Linked DNA regions of Mus musculus: region 2 is linked to region 1. A link is a contact called in public Micro-C data. All regions are on one chromosome and are shown on one strand. Each heading gives the region's core, a stretch centred on a gene start, on an enhancer-like site or on the middle of the called end of the contact. The rest is flanking DNA. Distances are from core to core; before and after follow the strand shown. Region 1 overlaps Abca8a (ATP-binding cassette, sub-family A (ABC1), member 8a). Region 2 holds the start of Abca8a (ATP-binding cassette, sub-family A (ABC1), member 8a).

Region 1 (5,908 bases), core at 2,616-5,115:
GTGGATATTAGTCCAAAAGCTTGTAATACCCAGGATACAATTCACAGACTACATGAAGCTCAAGAATAAGGAAGACACAACTGTGGATGTTTCAGTCCTTCTTAAAAGAAGGAAGAAAATACTCACAGGAGGAAATACAGAGACAAAATGTGGAGCAGAGAATAAAGAAAAGGCCATTCAGAGACTGGCCCACCTGAGGATCCATCCCTTATACAGACACCAAACTCAGACACTAAAGTTGGATGCCAAGAAATGCTTGCTGACAGGAGCCTGAGATAGCTGTCTCCTGAGAGGCTCTGCCAGAGTCTGACAAATACAGAGGTGGATGTTCCCAGCCAACCACTGGACTAAGCACAGGGTCCCCAATGGAGGAGTTAGAGAAAGGACTGAAGGAGCTGAATGGGGTTTGCAACCCCATAGGAAGAACAACAATACCAACCAACCAGATACACCAGAACTCCCAGGGATTAAACCACAACCAAAGAGTACACATGGAGGGACCCATGCCTTCAGTGCATATGTAGCAGAGGATGGCCTTGTTGGACATCAATGAGAGAAGAGGCCCTTGGTCCTGTGAAGTCTCGATGCCCCAGTGTAGGGTAATGCCAGGGTGGGGAGGCAAGAGTGGGTGGTTGGGTGGGGTACACCCTCATAGAAGCAGCAGAAAGGGGAATAAGACAGGATGTTGTAGAAATATAAATAAAGGATAGAAATGTAAATAAATAAAATATTCAAAAAAGAAAAAAACTTAAAAGTTAAAAAAGAAAGAAATGAATTTTAAAAGGAAAAAATAATAAAAATAAAAAATACTTTAAATATTCAGTCTTCAGAGTATATATTTTCTAACTCAAGACAAAGATTTTTCAATGGCTTCCCTATTCTGAGACACTTATAGAAATGTTGCACATTTCTTACCTCAAAATGTAATAATGTGCAGCCTCCCAATGTAGCAGGTGGAACCAGGGCAATTAAAACAAACAGTGAGATATCTCTAAAGTAATCAATAAGCATAAAACACATAGAGAAGAAAGAGACCTAGAAGAAAACGAAATACACATTTTTAGTTGCTTTCTAAAATGCAATGGAAGGGGCTAAGGAATGACTCACCAGCTAAGACCATGGTTTGCTCTTACAGAGCACCTGAGTTTCGTTCCTTGTACACATGTCAAGTAATTCATGCCTTCCTGTATCTCCAGCTCCACAAAACACTAGCACCTTCACTTGTGAACACACACACACACGCACACACACACACTTAAACACATACACAAAAATTTAAAACCCCAAATTAAATTTATTTTCAATTTATTCTAGCCTGATTTCCATTATCATAAAATTAATATCATCACAAACATTGCTCTTGACTAAAAGCATTTGGCTTGACATTGGAAATTTGACAGCGCTGGACAAATATAGGATCCCACGCATAGACTTAAGAGTCTGTGTCCAGTTTTAATCACCGAAGAACAAAAATAAAGTAGGTTTGATGTTGTCTAGGGATTTAATAAATAAGCTCTAGGCAACAATCACAGAGAAATAGTTTTGAATTGAACAGAAATGCATTTTGTAGAAGTATTTCCTCAGAGATATTGATAAGTTTACCCATTAGGCAGCAAGTCTTGAGTACCATTGGTATTGATAGAACAGCAGTCACGGGTGTAAACTTTACATTTTCACGTTAAACCTTCGTTCCGAAACTATGGGAAAGCTTTTCTAGAATGTTCTGAGCTCCTCTTCAATTTGTACTGATGTCAGGGTACTATCTGTGACTACCTTTCCATTCTAAAAGCTCCCGAGTTTCCCCATAACAAAACATAGACATCTGTAGGATTAATCTCTGAGCATCTCAGGTAAGGTGAGACATGAATCTCATCTCAATTTCCATCTTAATTACGGTATGGATATATCTTAAATCTTATCTATATCCATACCTGTATCCATATGCACAGCTTTATCTATATCTCCATCCATATACATACCTATAGCCAAATCTAATCCATATCTATATCTATATAATTTTCATTATTCAGTTTTCCGATGATATGTCCTATGTCTGTGTCTTTGTTAACTTGTGGAAGTTGTGGAAAGAAGTGACTATAAACTGCTGCAATTAATTTGTACAAAGTAATATTATGACTAGGGTGTCAGATACAAATACAGCATCATTTGATGCTGAAGTGTATCAAGCCCTCCAGAATTTCAAATACAAAATATAAGGGGAGAAGTTTCATTCCCGTTTAACTCACTGGGAGAACAGACTGTGTAATCTGCGTGTTTTCTTCTTCAACTATCTCAAAGTTGGTACAGGAAGAAAATCAAGTATTTGTTGGACAGTAATGTAATTGAGACATTCAAAACAGAAGTTCTAGAATAAATACATATAAGTTATATATATTCCCCTTCTAAGTTTAGAAAGTGAAGATTTTAATAAATGATTCCTTTTTATTAGATATTTTCTTTATTTGCATTTCAAATGTTATCCCCTTTCCTAGTTTCTCCTCCAAAACCCCCTATCCCCTCCCCCTCCCCTTGCTCGTCAACCCACCCACTTCCTTTTTCTGGCCCTGGAAGTCCCCTATACTGGGGCATAGAGCCTTCACAGGACCAAGGGCCTCTCTCCCATTACATCCTCAGCAATCAGATTTTAGTTTTAGATTTTTAATTAACAATATTCATAGTCTTCTGAAAATTCCATAGCCTTTGTTGCTCAGTTAATTCTTTTTCCTAAAAGGAATTTCAAAACAATACCTAAGTTTACGATCCTATAATGAATTCTCTTACCTTTAAAGAAAGTGAGATGAAAATAGATACATTTTAACATATATGTTATACACGTGGAGATTATATATATATATATATATATATATATATATATATATATATATATATATCATGGAACTAGTGAAATTTTATCAGAAAAATACATTTGAAATACTTTAAAGTATAAAATTGGTTTATCTTATACCAACCAAAGATATTTTTAAAGTATTAGTACTTAACTCCATCACAAAAATAAAAACAGTAAAGATACTTACAATATAGAAGCAAAGTGACCAAAGGCCACTATTTTTTCTCCCCTTGCGATAAATGAATGAAATCACATAAGTCATGAAAATAACTGACATGGCATAGCCACCAACATAGAGAATCTGAAACCAATAGGAATATGAGAATGAATATTGTGACATGTGAAAACATTTGAATGTGCTAATGTCATGGAACAATGTCTTCATGTTCCTACATTTATAATGATTTAAATATCAGAGAGAGTGGTAAAGTGGGTGACTTGGGATTGTCACTTCTCTGCAGAAACCTCTAAAACACAAACAACTAGGAGAGGCGACTTTGTCAGTTTTCTGCAAACAAAAGTTTACATACAATACCTAACTCAAAAAAGACAAACTGCAGGAACAAAAATGGAGAAGAGCCTGAGGAAAAGGAGGTCCAGCGACAGGCCCAAAGTGGGATCCAGTTCAAGGGGAGGCCCCAAGGCCCAAAACTATTACTGAGGCTATGGAGTGCTCACAAAAAGGTGCCTATCATGACTGCCCCCACAAAGACCCAAGCAGCTGAAAGAGTCAAACGCAGATATTTATACCTAACCAATGGACAGAAGCTGCTGACCCCTGTGTTTGAATTAGGGAAAAGCTGGAAGAAGCTGAGGAGGAGGGCAACCCTATAAGATGGACCCCCGAGACATCTCAGACATTTAGCCACCAAAACAGGCAGCCTATACCAGCTGATATGGGGGCCCCAACACATATACTGCAGAGAACTGCTGAGTCTGGACTCAGTCAGAGAAGATGCACCTAGCTCTCAAGAGATTGAAAGCCCCAGGGAGTGGGGAGGTCTGGTGGGGTGGGGACATTCTTGTGGAGATGACGGGGCGGGGAGGAAGTATGGGAATGTGGAACAGCTGGTGTACCAGGAGGGGGATAAAGTCTGACCTGCAAAAAAAATGATTAAAAGAAGAAGAATGCTTTCGAGTGTTCTGAGAGCTCTTGGCCTACCAAACCCCTTGCTTGGGGACAGTCTTGCAGAGGGATGCCTGTATTTTCAGTGTAGGATCTCAGTTTCTGGTGCCACATAACTGGAAGGTTTTGGGGGTGGTGGTGACAAAATATTTGGGAATATGCAACCAGTGTTACTGGGTGTCACAGTCAAAGCAGTCAGGAGGAGCCAGTTGTGGTGGCACAAAATTTAATCTTAGCTCTCAGGAGGCTCGCCATGATTTTAAAATCAGCTAGGGCTGCTAGGACTTCATAGTTAGACCCTGTCCAAAGAATGAAACACACACACACACACACACACACACACACACACACACACACACACACACACCAGGTAAAAAGCCACAGTGACAATTTTATGCCGTATGTATTTCAACCACACTTTAAGAAACTCTTAAAATAGAAATGAAAAATATCAAAAATGGTCTGAGTTACTGTTAGTTTTTGGGTTGATTGATTAATGGTAGTTGTTTTAGGAATGGTGTCACTTACCTGAATAAACAGATCTCCAACTGTGAACTTACTCTCTGGAGGGGCCGAGGCATAGAATGCAATGAATATAGACAAAATGAGTGCACAGTACACTGGAACCTCAAACAGAGCCTGCCCGAACCAGTATGCAGATGGGGAGAGCCCTGAAATCCACAGCTGGAACTGAGCTCTGTTCTGGTAAGGAAGTACAATCATCAATTGTATATTGTTTTTTATAAAAATATGAAGAAAATAACCAAATGAGTTATTCATTATTAGTGATTAAACACTACACAGAAGAAGGGACATGGGTCATTTCAAAGCTTCTATATCAAAATTTGCTGTTGTTACTAATAAAAATAATTTAACCTAATGTGATAACGTAGCTAATAAAATAAACCATCCAAGTTACTGACAGCAATAAGGCAGTTAGCCAAAGATTGACTTAATGCCTACAAAGGAAAATTCCCCATGTGAGTATTAGCTTTCAGTGGTAAAACAATTCATCCCTTATCCAAATGAAAGTAGCCATTTTTTTTCCACGTAAAATTGTCATATTGGTTTATTCTCAATGAAAATGAGTGATTAAAACACTGTTAGTAATTGCACCTTGTGTGGTACTTTGATAGCTTTGGAGTTTCTCATATTTAAAGCCATTAATGTATTTCATATGTGTAGTTATTTTATGTTTCACTAAATTTTATATTTTAAAAATCTGCCAAATGATAAAAATTTTGTTTTTTCCAAGTGTATTTTCTGTCATTTCTAGCTCTTCTCTGCCTTAGAAATTCTAATTAAATATATGATGAGTCATTACTATTGTCTCATGAATCATTAAAGTTCAGATAATTTTTCAGAGCGTTTTTTCTTTCTTTCTGTGTTTCAATTTTACTGTCTATTCTGGTTCATTCTGTTTTAACTGTATGTCTGTTCTAAAAGCCATGTTCATTTTTTTTATATAGCTACATTAGGAGTTCCACCTGACATGTGTGTATGTGTGTGTGTGTGTGTGTGTGTGTGTGTTTTCTCTCTTCATTGTGTTCATTCTTTTAGTTAATCCTTGATTGTGTTAACTTTTCCTATTTGTTACTTCTTTCATTTCCTTTGTCATTTCTGGGTCTGTTCTTAATTGATCAAGTCTTGCCCCAAATTTGGATCCTTGGGGTAACCCCTATAACTGATGACTGGAAGCAGGTACCAATCCTATATAACTTCTGAATGTGCTCTTCTTACAGACATCTGTACAGTCGTGACATCATGAAGTTCTACTCCATGCTTCGTCTTGGCAACATAGTGTAAGCTACCCTTGAGTAGAGGTCTACTGCCCTTGCTCTAGGTAATTCCTGCACTGACAGAATGCTTAGAGGCAGATTCCAGCCACTCCACCCTTTAGGATTCCAGGTTCTTCTTTTAGTTTATTAAGACCT
Region 2 (6,488 bases), core at 3,855-6,354, 42 kb after region 1:
TCTCGCAGTTTAGTTAGCAAATGCTACCTGGCTGCACTATCTGATACTTCAGTGGGAAGACTTTTCTTCACAATTATGCCAATTTCACAAAGTTTCTGTGTTCATAAGAAACCAAATGCCGTTTTAAAAGAGGAAGATCCAGGGACTGGAGAGATGATGGCTCAACAGTTAAGAGTATTGGCTGCTCTTCCAGAGTTCCTGAGTTCAATTCTCAGCAACCACATGGTGGCTCACAACCATCTATAGTGGGATCTGACGCCCTCTACTGCCATGCAGGTGTACATGCATGTAGAACATTCATACATAAAATAAATAACCCTTAAAGAGAGAGAAAGAGAGAGAGAGAGAGAGAGAGAGAGAGAGAGAGAGAGAGAGAGAGAGAGAAGTAAAGCCTTTAGCTCTGCCATCGGTGTATGAGTTTATCAGCACATTCTTTGTCTCTTTGACCTGCTACTATCTTAATCTTAGTGAGCAAAACAGTTTGAAAGTGGTTTTGTAGGCTTTAAAGGAATTTATTTATTGTATTCTCATTTTGCACCCCCTCCTCTGTTATACTGTCCCTAGTGAATGGCCTCCTCCTTTTGTGTGGAGCCATGATTTTCTTCCCAGCGGTGTCTCTAGTCCTTGCACACAGGAAATATGCTGCACCATTACACACAGGAAGCAGGGCAGATCCTGAGTCATACCAAAAATGTATCTCTTTTCAGTCTCTTTTTTCTGAGAAGATTCTTGCACAATAAGGCCCACGTTTGTTGGCACACATTTATCTCTCTCTTAACCATCTTGGTCTGTTTAATAAGAAAAAAAGAGAAGAGTCAACAAATACTAAGATCTTAAGAGGAAATGCTCTGCAAATGTCAGAGCCTGGTTGCTCTTTACTCCAAAGGAAAGACTTGGATTCTGGGATTCATAACTTATTCACTGGGTATCTCTTCTATTTCCTTTCCATTTTCTCTTCTCACTCTCAGACTTCTTCAACAGTGTATTTACTTAAACAGCATATATCATAAATACATTAACATTCTAATTTGTACAATATATAGCCATTTAAACACACAGGAGAGAGAGGAACATGAATACAGGCTTGAATGATGCCCTTTATATATAATTTATGAATCAACATCTCTTGCACAACATAATAGGCATATTAATTCAATGTGAGAAGACCACCATAGTTCACTTTTCCTGAGAGGAAAACTTAAATCGGTGAAAACATTGAATTGCTGAAGTGGTAAACATAGCAGGACTTCAGTTTGGAAGTTTCTTTTCTCACCTGATAAGAACAACAGTGTCATGAACAGTAATGGTGCCCTGTGCAGATATGAGATAATATATCTACAAGAATTGAAAGGACTGGGTGAAGACCTCAATCCTCTTAGTCTGTTTTATTTTGGCAAGAAAATTTGGTTCTGTCTTTATAAGACATGAAAGTAGACATGTTATTGTATATATTATGAACTGAGAAGGGATATTCATTCACTTCAAGGTTGCCCTTGGAAAGCCACACTATGTTTGAGCATATGCTTGAGGCAGTGATAAAATCAGCCTTGAGACTGAGATTCAAGTAGGATTTAGCTGGGTATAAAACTCCTAAATTTTGACTTAACTTTTCAACTTCTTGTTGTTGATCATCTGAGGAAATGAAACTGAAATGGATTATAAAGGAAGTAGCTGTCATAGTAATGGGGTAGGCATGCTATGTAAAAGTGTGTTTGATTGGGTGGGGGAAGCTGGGAATGGGGATAAATGAAGCTTAGTGTTTTAAGAGTCGTACTAGTAGCAAGGTAGAGGGCGCAGGCTCCAAGGAGGATGAGCTTCATGAGAAACCAGAAATTTCTGTATACTCTTCTCTGATAAGGGATGCTGATTACGGTAGGCACCATATGCAAAAATCTCACACTAAGCATCTGAAGGGAGTACCATTCTCCAAGGTATACCTTGATCCCAGTCAATAAAGAAGTGGAGAATCTGAGAAGTTTCCATAGCAACACTTAACATTTTTGGTACCATAATGCTACACGTTAGATTTTTCTTTTTAAATAGTGGTCTTCAGAGAGGAAATAAAACATTGCCCCCCCCCCCGACAAATAGCTTGGGAGATTCTGCTGAGGACTGATTTGAGAGGATAAGACTCTTTTTAATGCAGATAGACAGCTAAAGTTAAGCTAGAGCCTATTGAAAGGCACCACAGGAATGTCCATGGAAGGGCATGTCATGGCTCCAGTAGGTGCAGTATTTGGCAGGTCTAGTCATCCTGTCCTTGGGAGAGTAGTAAACAAGAATAGGAAATATATGTCGTGTGAGTGTGTGTGTGTGTGTGTGTGTGTGTGTGTGTGTGTGTGTGTGATGGGCATGGATACCATGGAATTTGTGGATGGATAGATGATTTTAATGAGGGGTAGGGCATTATAGAGACACAGAGATGGAAGCTAACCCTGGAAGTCTTTGTCCTGTGCATGAGCAGTCAGGGAGGAGAGTATAGGAGCAGAGCAGCTCCTCTCCAACAGAAACTGCAAATCAGTCTCAGCATTTATCATTTATATCAAAAGTGTTCACAGAGCCTTTCCGAATTTGGCTAATGTGTTTATCCAGGCTCTTCAAAGAAACAAACAAACAAACAAACAAACACCACAACTGTATCAACATTGGGCAACCTAGAGATTTTTTTTTAAATGTGAGAAGGGGAGAGATGTGTGGAGACAGAGAGCAGTAATCCATGTACTTTCAGGAACTGGTTCCAGAACTATGTGGCCTGCTGATTTCATAACTGGTAGCGCAGGCACATGGGATGCCAATGGGCATATGACCCGTCTCAGCCTTGCATACAAGACTGTGAAAGAGAAAAGCTGGAGCCTCTGCTTTTTAAAGCTGAGGAGAATTTCATATCTTCGGCTGAACCTCAGACGTATTTGCAAGGCCTTCGTGTGGTTAAGTGAAGCTCGCTCACAATACTGAATGGCTTTCTTACTGATGTATACTATATTGATGAATCTGCAAGATGGCTCAATGTTAACAGCACTTGCTACCAAGCCTACAGACCTTAGTGTGATTCTTGGGACTCACACGTGGGAAGAAAAGAGCTGATTCCTCAAGTTGTCCCTGACCTCCACATATATATCACATGAGCGTCCCTTTCAACAACCCTACCCCACCTCAAAAAAATAATTAAAAAAAAAAAACTTAAAGTACTGATTTAAATGTTAATTGCATTTAAAAATACTTTCACAGCAACATCTAAACGAGCATTTGGCCAAATAGCTGGGTCCCATAGTTCAGCCAAGCAGGCACATGAAGTTAACGGTCACAATGTGGGGATTCATAGAGATATTTTACTCTAGCAGAACATTCCCTGAAAAGAGAAGTTTCAGAGCATAGTTAAATTTAACCTCTTCCCATACCTCCACCAAGAAATCACACACTATTCGAGTTCTCCAGCCTCTCTGGAAGCTGCACATAAAAGAAAACAAAGCAGGGTAACTCTTCATTAAGTTCATTAAGACTTTAAACTGTGGAAGGAAAGGGCTTGCTTAGACTGAATTACACAATCAAGTCACTTTAGCGAGAAATCACTTTTCTGGGAGGCTTGCCATGGCCATTGACTCCACTGTGGTGTCCTATGATGGTCTGTGCCAACTGGCTCTTATGTCTTAATAATTGGTAGAAATAACCTTTTTACCAACATGTTGCCTAAAACTGGTCGACCATGTTGTGATGGGATATTGGGATATTGCCATACAGATAGAGAATAGAAGTTTCCCTGCATGATGCTATCATCCCAGTCATGAGACAAGTTCAAACAGAGAAATGCCTATTTCCCAGGATAAAAATTCAGGTGTAGAGTTGATGGGACAGTCCCATTGGGCAGTAGTTGCACAGTAGCCACTCACAGCTTATTTCCAGAGAAGAAAACAACACATGGTTATATAATAAGGCTCAGAGGCAAGTCTTCGTACAAAAGGGTGGAGAAAAGATATCAGAAAGCCTTTTGGGCTGACAAATGGAGAAGAATGTAGTATTAGCAAAAACAAATAAATAAATAAATAAATAAATAAATAAATAAATAAATAAATAAATGTTTTAAGTCAGGGTGTCCAGAAGCCCCAAGAATTGCTCCGGGCAACGGGAACATTCTTAGAGAGATGGGATAACTTGAACCAGTCAAGGGAGCAGCCACAGCCCTTTGTAGCCAGAACTAAGACTAACTCTCTATCTCAGAGTTCCACTGCAAATCAGCCATGCAGCATAAATAAGCTCGGTAAAACGTCCCTCTTGTTTGCTTTTCCTTCCTTCTCTGGTTCCTAGATCCATGCTAGCTCATGTACAAGTAAAACTGAAGGCTTTGCTTCAGCGTGAGTGAATGTTATTGACTCTGTGCCAATCAACAAAACCCTGTTTACTGCAAACTCCTGCCGACAGCAAAGGGTATGACATTTGAAGTAATGCCATTGTAGTGAAGTGGCACATGCCTCAGTATGATTCAATACATCATACCCAACAAATAAAAACGTGCAGGAAAGAATCTTATGTTAAAAACAAAACAAAACAAAACAAAACAAAACCAACAAATAGACAAACAACCTGTAAGTCTGAGAATAACAGGCTGAGACATAAAAGCATTTCTCTAAATGCCATACTAAAGACTTCTCAGGATTAGAGAGAAAGTGTATTGGAAATGCCTGCCAGTTACTGTACAGTTCATGCACATGTGTGTGTCTAACTGCAGCTGGGCAGCAGATTCACATTCATATTCACACAGAAAATGCTTCCAGAAGACCTGCTTACATTTCTCACCATTACTAACACATTACAGGCACATTCCCACATCTTTACTTAAAACTAGAAAATATGACAATGTCTTTAAAACTACCCACAACTTCCCCTTGCAGACCACAGGAAAATAAACCCAGAAACACTAAAACTCTGTGCAGAAAAATAAATAATAACTTCTCCCTAAAAAGTTCTCATTGAGTAAATGAAATCTCACTTATAGTTACGTAATACAAACCAAACAGAAGCAAAAAGGAACTTACATTTGGAATGTCCGAAGAAAGTATCCTGAGTCTTGGCTTACCTCTGTTTCCCCACTCCAAGAGAATGGGTTCTACTTCTCCCCGGTCTCTATCACATCTGTATTGCTTTCATTCTGTTTGCCTGTTTTGAGCATTCCCAGTCAGCCTGACTGCTTTTGGAGGAAGATTGTGGTTGTAATTTTCTTGGCCTGCTGAGCACTGTATTCACGTGACCATTCTCGAACAAATCTCTTTTTTATTGACTTCCAGCCAGTTCCCACAGCAGAGAATTGCCAACCCTACTCATTTGACTAATTATAGTGTCAGAAAAATCTGTGTTGCCGAGGGAGTCCAAATTTGTAACTTTTCTGGGCCCTCCCCCAAAAGAAATTGACAGATTTCAAAAAATAAAATAAAATAAAATAAAATAAAATAAAATATTGTCCCTTAAAAGGCTCTGAGCTCTGGACTTATTCTGCCATGTTGAGGCAGATATTCTAATTATGTTTCAAACAGCCTAGAAAGCAATATCTTGATTTTTTTCCTATATCATATCTTCCATCCTGTCCATTTCCTCAGTTCCTGCTCTGGCCAGAATCAGTCAATAGACTCCATCTTTAAAATGTGCTCAACATTATGTGTTGTGTTTTATAAAAAAGAAGAAGAAGAAGAAGAAGAAGAAGAAGAAGAAGAAGAAGAAGAAGAAGAAGAAGAAGAAGAAGAAGAAGCAGCAGCGAAGGGTATGTTTGGTAGAGGTGCGATATGGTGTCGGGGAAGGGGATGCCTCTGGGGGCCCATGCTGAGGCATCCCTTCCCCCTGAGGTACCAGTTATAGTATAGTATAGAATAGAGTTTATTCATGGCATGGGGAGGGGGAGTTGAGGGAGTAGAGATAGAGAAAGACAGAGAGAGAGAGAGAGAGAGAGAGAGAGAGAGAGAGAGAGAGAGAGAGAGAGAGAGAGAGGAGTAGAGGCCATGAGCACAGGGAATGGCGAGAGAAGGGTCAAAGGGGAAAGAGGATAAGAGAGCAAGAGAGCAAGAGAAGTGAGTGAGGAGGGGTTGAGCAGCCCCTTTTACAGTGAGTCAGGCACACCTGGTAACTGTAGCCTAGAAGAAATGCTAACGTTATGGGTCTTGGGAAGTATGGCTCAGAACAACATTCACTCAGAACAACATTCAGCTACGTATAGGAGATTGAAAACCAAAAGTAAGGCAGCCTAAAAGGACCCGAGTTAGACAAGTCACAGCTTAATAGAGAGATTTTAGTAAGAAGGGAAGCGTGAGCCACTGCCCAGCTAATATTTAGAAAATTCTTTTTCGTTTTCATAGCTAGAAAGAAAGAAAAAAAAAACCAAAAATTAGTTTCTGTGTGTCAGTGAACTTTGAAAATACGAGTCTTCAAAAACTACTTATGACTTCAGATAACATTCTCTGTAGTCTCCAAGATTATACAACCTAACCCATCAATTTTTAATTCAT

The links. Hi-C and Micro-C count contacts between places; a contact is called where the count stands out from the background.
Region 2: a Micro-C map of muscle stem cells shows a contact between it and region 1, with 2.9 times the contacts expected there. The contact joins the promoter of Abca8a here to the enhancer-like site in region 1. A contact is called at or near these places in 3 of 39 promoter capture datasets (liver, macrophages and neutrophils), 4 of 484 Hi-C or Micro-C datasets (the AML12 cell line, liver and muscle stem cells), 1 of 115 datasets of contacts at active chromatin or transcription factors (embryonic stem cells) and 3 of 9 other capture datasets (adipose tissue, liver and pancreatic islet).

The regions. Positions count from the first base shown.
Region 1 is chr11:110,049,981-110,055,888 of GRCm38.p6, forward strand. Abca8a (ATP-binding cassette, sub-family A (ABC1), member 8a) reads right to left here. Exons shown (of 39, transcript NM_153145.4): 24 at 4,503-4,676; 25 at 3,036-3,149; 26 at 916-1,035. Among named protein-coding and RNA genes, the nearest start is that of Abca8a, 43 kb to the right of the region's middle. Within about 2 kb of position 3,866, at least 5 of the 459 cell types and tissues checked have an H3K27ac peak or open chromatin away from gene starts, as enhancers often do. A contact at or near this core is called in muscle stem cells, where this site is marked.
Region 2 is chr11:110,090,833-110,097,320 of GRCm38.p6, forward strand. Abca8a (ATP-binding cassette, sub-family A (ABC1), member 8a) reads right to left here and starts at 5,105. Exons shown (of 39, transcript NM_153145.4): 1 at 5,031-5,105; 2 at 687-788. The coding sequence starts at 782.